Regions from separate parts of the Mus musculus genome. Here region 2 is linked to region 1. A link is a contact called in public HiChIP or PLAC-seq data. All regions are on one chromosome and are shown on one strand. The core of a region is the stretch at or near the end of the contact, and the rest is flanking DNA. Distances in the headings are between cores, read along the strand shown. Region 1 has its middle 110 kb from the start of 8430436N08Rik. Region 2 has its middle 33 kb from the start of Gm23860.

The links. HiChIP or PLAC-seq counts read pairs in DNA pulled down with a chosen protein or histone mark.
Region 2: a contact with region 1 is called in a CTCF HiChIP or PLAC-seq map of pro-B cells, with 15 times the contacts expected there. The contact joins two enhancer-like sites. A contact is called at or near these places in 1 of 15 datasets of contacts at CTCF or cohesin (pro-B cells) and 2 of 115 datasets of contacts at active chromatin or transcription factors (T-cell acute lymphoblastic leukemia and large pre-B cells).

The regions. Positions count from the first base shown.
Region 1 is chr4:7,453,804-7,456,546 of GRCm38.p6, reverse strand. No RefSeq gene overlaps it. Among named protein-coding and RNA genes, the nearest start is that of 8430436N08Rik, 110 kb to the left of the region's middle. Within about 2 kb of position 1,251, at least 53 of the 459 cell types and tissues checked have an H3K27ac peak or open chromatin away from gene starts, as enhancers often do. A contact at or near this core is called in pro-B cells, where this site is marked.
Region 2 is chr4:7,852,195-7,854,894 of GRCm38.p6, reverse strand. No RefSeq gene overlaps it. Among named protein-coding and RNA genes, the nearest start is that of Gm23860, 33 kb to the right of the region's middle. Within about 2 kb of position 1,339, at least 19 of the 459 cell types and tissues checked have an H3K27ac peak or open chromatin away from gene starts, as enhancers often do. A contact at or near this core is called in pro-B cells, where this site is marked.

The DNA of each region.
Region 1 (2,743 bases), core at 2-2,501:
CAGGAATCTGTTACTTCCTTGTAAAAGAAAATTGCATCTAAATGGAAGACATCGTTTTGTGAGTCTCTATCCGTAAATCCAGAGTAGAACTATGAGTCCAAAGTACGAGAGACCCCAAGAAGTGCAGACATAACCTACCTCAAAGCTGTTCTTGACACTTCCATGTCTCTGGGCTTAAACCTTTGTTTTGATAAACAATGGCTATGATATCTGAATTCCAGATTGCCTCTCCCTTCTCTGTGTACCTCTCCTGAAAATGTGCTGTGTGTGTGTGTGTGTGTGTGTGTGTGTGTGTGTGTGTGTGTGTGTGTGTGTGTGTGAGATATACAACAAAAACTTTTAAAGGTATATACTCCAATAAACTATATTTTTTCTTTGATTGGTCTGTCTTTTTTTATAGGTGCCCCTTTTAACTAAGGAAGAAGGATGGAAAGAACATTTTTTTCTTTATGGAGCTTTGGTTATCACTCACTGTGCTCATGAGTGTGCCTATGGAACAAGTACTTTATACACATTGATTGTGCATTTCCCATTCTAGTCAGTGGAAGACTGAGCCACACTTCATCCTCAGGGGAGTCTTGGGGGTGGTAGCTACTTTTCTCTTCTACTCTCATTGTATGTTACAGCACTGAATTGTTTGCCAATATTTAAATACCGTGTCTAACATTTATAAAGAATAGATTGTGTTTCTTTTTAGAGAAAGGGTTATACTATTTGGAACTACCACAATGCTCAATAAAAGGAGGTAACGAATAATTACCATATATTTGTGAAGAAAAATAGAAAAAAAAAAAGAGGAAGAAAGCATAAATAAAGGTAACTACATCTCTCCAAACTCCATTGATTTTGGTTATTTAAAATAAACCTACCTGAGAAATACTGACCGAGGAGCATGCTCACCTAATGTATATTTTTATTATTGCTAATTGTTTGGAATCTGAATCAAATTCATTGTGAAGCCCAAAGCTGAGGAAAGTTTAGGACTGTTGCTCCCTGCCATGTTCCCCTCAGCAGTGTTTTTCTTCTTAGCACACCAAAGCTTCAGCAGCAGCCAGTCTTAGACTGAAACGTTATCTTCGTTTTTTTTTTTTTTTTTTTTTTTTTTTTTTTTGAAGATAGTAAAAGTGAAAACAGATGCACACATTTGAATGCAGGAAGCCTTTAAGGCCTTTCTCTCTTTTGTCGTCCCTGCCCCCACTCCTTTTTCCTGTGAAGCATCAAAATAAATGTCCCTGCTCCTTTGAACTAAATCGCCCACTGTGCATAACTGAAATCGTAGGCCCGGAAATACATACCCCCTAACCAGTGCTCTCGGCCCTTATCAAGACCTTGTCATCTGAAACGACAGTGTTGGAACCCAGGCTGGTTTCACGTGATCCTATCAATCAGAGGTAAAGAGAAAAGGTGCCTGGGGGAGGGAGGGGAATCTTCAGGTTTGTTTAGGCTTCACTTAGGTCTAATTTCATACGTTTTAATGTATGGTGAGCCAAGCACCCGAGTATTGTATATCTTAGCAATGCTGACATTTCCTTTGCACCATTTAAAATTAAACCTTTTATTAGTTCAGGAAAAGCTGAGACAGGAGACAATAGCTGTTCAGGGAGAATAATTATTTTCTGTTCTGTTGTGTAGGATTTTTGAGCTTTTGATAAGTTGCAGTTTACAGTACTTAACAGCTAGCCAATCTTACATGTTAACAGTACATGAGAATATTTTATCCTAGCAGCCTGCCTCATACCCTGAAATGTTGAAATGTGTTTCTTGGTGACTTAAATCTTTTTTTTTTAAAACCTCTTATTTTCTGGGGTGTGTTTGGAAAGGATCATGCTATCAACAGTTGGAGTGGTGAGCAGCAGGCAGGGCGAGAGGAATCACTATGAAATGGATACAAAAAGCTGTGGGTTGTACACCATTAAGTGTTCCCAGTGTGATTCTAATGAGCTGATGATGGCCTCAACAAATTACTGTTTCTCCTGCAGCCCAGTAAATTATAGCTCACCCAAATTAAATCAGTGGGACTCTAGACAAACTGGTCTTCATCAAGATCTACATTTGTGAGAATTAAAAAAAACAAAAAAACAAAAAAAAACCAAACCATGCTCAATCATATTTAATCACATCTATTTGCTCAAGATTATTAGCTTGCTTTCTTATCCCCAAATGTCTGGGCGATAGATGTGGTGTGTGTGTGTGTATTTGTATATCTATGTACATTTATATGTGTGTAGGTTTATGTATGTGTGTATGCACGTGTATGTTTTTATGTGTGTATGCTGTATGCATCTCTGTGTATATTTACATGTGGTGAGTGTTTTGTGTTTGTATTTTCATGTTTGTGTGTATATGTGTACTTATGTGTATTTGTGTATATATGTTTTGTGTGTGCTGTGTGTGTACATTTACATGTATGTTTATATGTGTGTGTACATGTGTATATGCATGCATGAATGTATGTATGTATGTATATATGTGTGTGTTTGTACATGTTTGTGTTTTATATGTGTATTTGTGCGATGTATGTGTGTATTTGGGTTTGTGCTTGTGTGTATGTTTGTTTGAACATATATGTGTGCCTTGTGTGTTTATGTATGTGTTCACTCATGTTTGTATGCATGTGTGTTTGTATGTATGTGTGTTTGTGTGTATATGTGTGTTTATATGTATAAATATATATGTGTTTGTGTGTGTGCATGCATGTGTAAGTTTGTGTGAACTAATGTCTATGGGTTGTGTGTATGTATAT
Region 2 (2,700 bases), core at 90-2,589, 400 kb before region 1:
CTTACCAACCTTTATTAGGTGTGGGTCTTCCTATTTTTACCGTTAAATCTAGTGCAAGAGACACACATTGGTTTTATCTTTTGAGACAATCCTGATGAAACATCATTTTTGCTAAAGTTATTGAGACAGACTCTAAGGTCCCACAGTGCTTAGTAAGAGACAATGGAGTGGTTGCCTAGCAATGGCTGTTGCAGCTCTGAGAAGAAGGAAGAGAGACAAAAGTGTGGTGATCTTACTAATCCTAGTCTATGAGATAAACACTTGTAGTATGAATATTAATCAAAGCCAAAATTTTGCTTCCTGGCTTACAGCTTACACTTTCATTTTAACTAACATCTATAGTTGTTTATAATTCCTAATATTTTGCTTCAGCAAATTCCTTATTCTTCAAGCAAATCTTACAAGTTTTATGCTATGATTATTTCCATAATTTCCTAACCTAGAAACATAAAACATCACCCCACTGCTCCCCTTTATCTTCTCTAATTTCCATTCCCTGCAAAAAAATAAAACAAAACAAAACAAAAAAAAAAAAAACAAAGGCCTTCCTAGAACATCTTAATCCACAACACAGGCACCTGGTGTTCTGGAAATCAAATTGTCTCAACTCTTCATTTATCATTTAAACACACAATTCTTTCAGCTATATCTCAGGATATTTTGACTGAACTACTGAGTGCCCCTTGTGGTATTGGTTCCCTTTATTCTTTGTGGTATCTTCTGTTACATTTTAAGGGAGTCCTTTTGCCTATCATATAAGCAACCTGCTTCTGTTTGGCTGTTTTTTTGGGGGGGGGGTTGTAGGACTCTTTGCTTAATACATTATCTTTCTTATAGCAGGAACTCATAAGAGGTTTTATTTAGTTATTACGTAGTCCAGCATATGTTTTATTTATATCATTGTATTTAGTCTGTGTAAAACCCACAAGGTTTAAATATCTAATATCAAAATATACCAATACTATGAAGTTTAAAAGGAATGAATAAGAAACAAAATGTTTGTCCAAAGCAAGCAATGTTGATAGTAGCTGCTGGACATTTGGTGCAAATGAACAGAGGAGATGCTAAAGGTCTCACTGGAGAATGCACTGAAATGTCTTTTTCCTTAGATATTCAAACTCTGTTAGTCAGAAGACTAACTTGGGAGTGGTCATATACCTCTGTCTCTTCTTAGATAACTGCAAAGTGTTCATGAAGAGACCCAAAATTTCTAGAATACCTTCTAGAATCTATACAACATGAAATATGCAAGACCGCCAAAGGTCTGTGTGTGTGTGTGTGTCTGCCAGATGCCCTGAAATACTTTGTAAGGTGTAATTTGACTGCAGCCATCATGGATGTCCACTTGGGGGCACCAAAATGATGCCTCTGTTTTCTTTATTTCTCATAGCAAGATTATTTTACAATGATTCTGTATGCAATTATTTTAGTATGAGGACAAGTTGGTAATGGTTTATATTTATCATTTATTCAAGCAGCTTGATTTTTAATGCCTGTTATCTCTCTATTAATGAACTAGAAACCAGTTGCTTCCAAGAGTGGGTAATGTCCTCCTGATGGGTAGAACATTGGGCCAGGAAACAGCCAATACAAGAGCCAGAATAGAATCAGAGTTTCAGGGACCTCAGAGGTTAAAACCTGACCTCCTGCTAATTCACAAATACCCTCTGCAATGCCCCTGGCAAGTAATCATCCCCTTCCAGGTCTGGAGGACTGCTGGGTAATTGAGTGATTAAGCAAACTGCTTAGAAATACATTACAGAATCATAGGATAACTGTGTAGAAAAGGACCTTAGCGATGAACAAGCCAACCCTTGACTCCAAGAATTGGGCTAGCAAGGTCAAGTGGTTCACTCATGTCTGAAAGTTAGCAGAGCAGCTAAAACTACACTTTTGAGTGCCTGAGTCAGACAATTATGCCAGCATAGTTAGTGCTCCTCTGTTTGTTAAACTGTGGTGACAACCGTGAATAGAAAATGAGGAGAAGCCATTGCACAATGAGGATGCTGGACAAAATATTCTGATTATAGAGTTGTGGCATGTCCTGGAAGTGGAAGGGAAGGAGTCACAATTGGAAGTTCAGTTAGAAATTAATCAAATCAGGCAATGCAATTCAATCCAAATTGTGTCATGCCCAATAATAATAATATTTTCAGGACCACTTTCAGGAAGAATGGTGGCAGAAACCACCAGATTTGAACAAGAATTATTTATCTTCCCAGTGATCTTGTCTTGCTCCCAGGGTTAGAAGAATTCACTCGTTAATTCACACTATTCATTTGGGTTTCACTTTTTGGTTCATTTTGCCAGGCTTATCTGGTAGATACAAGTAACTTTAAAAATACATGTATCTCCCCGTTGAACTGCAGTACTTTCAGCTGTAGCTCCTTATTTGAACAGCTTGAGGACTAATTTGAATCGCACTTCTCTTGTGGGTGTTCCAAAAGCTTGTGCTATCTCAGGGAGTTGCCTTGTGGAGACATTAAAGATGTTTTTTAAATGAAGCACATCAAGATTCGCTAAATTACATATGGTTTGATCTAGGAAAGGACAATTGGAGACTTCATTAAAATAGATTTATTCCAACTTCATGTATGGAAATAAATTTTCTTGTGATAACTTGGTCTGTGCCCATCCAGATTGTAGCATTTCCCTAGTTTCTAAATTAAATGTTTCTACATGTGAATCTTGGCTCTATAT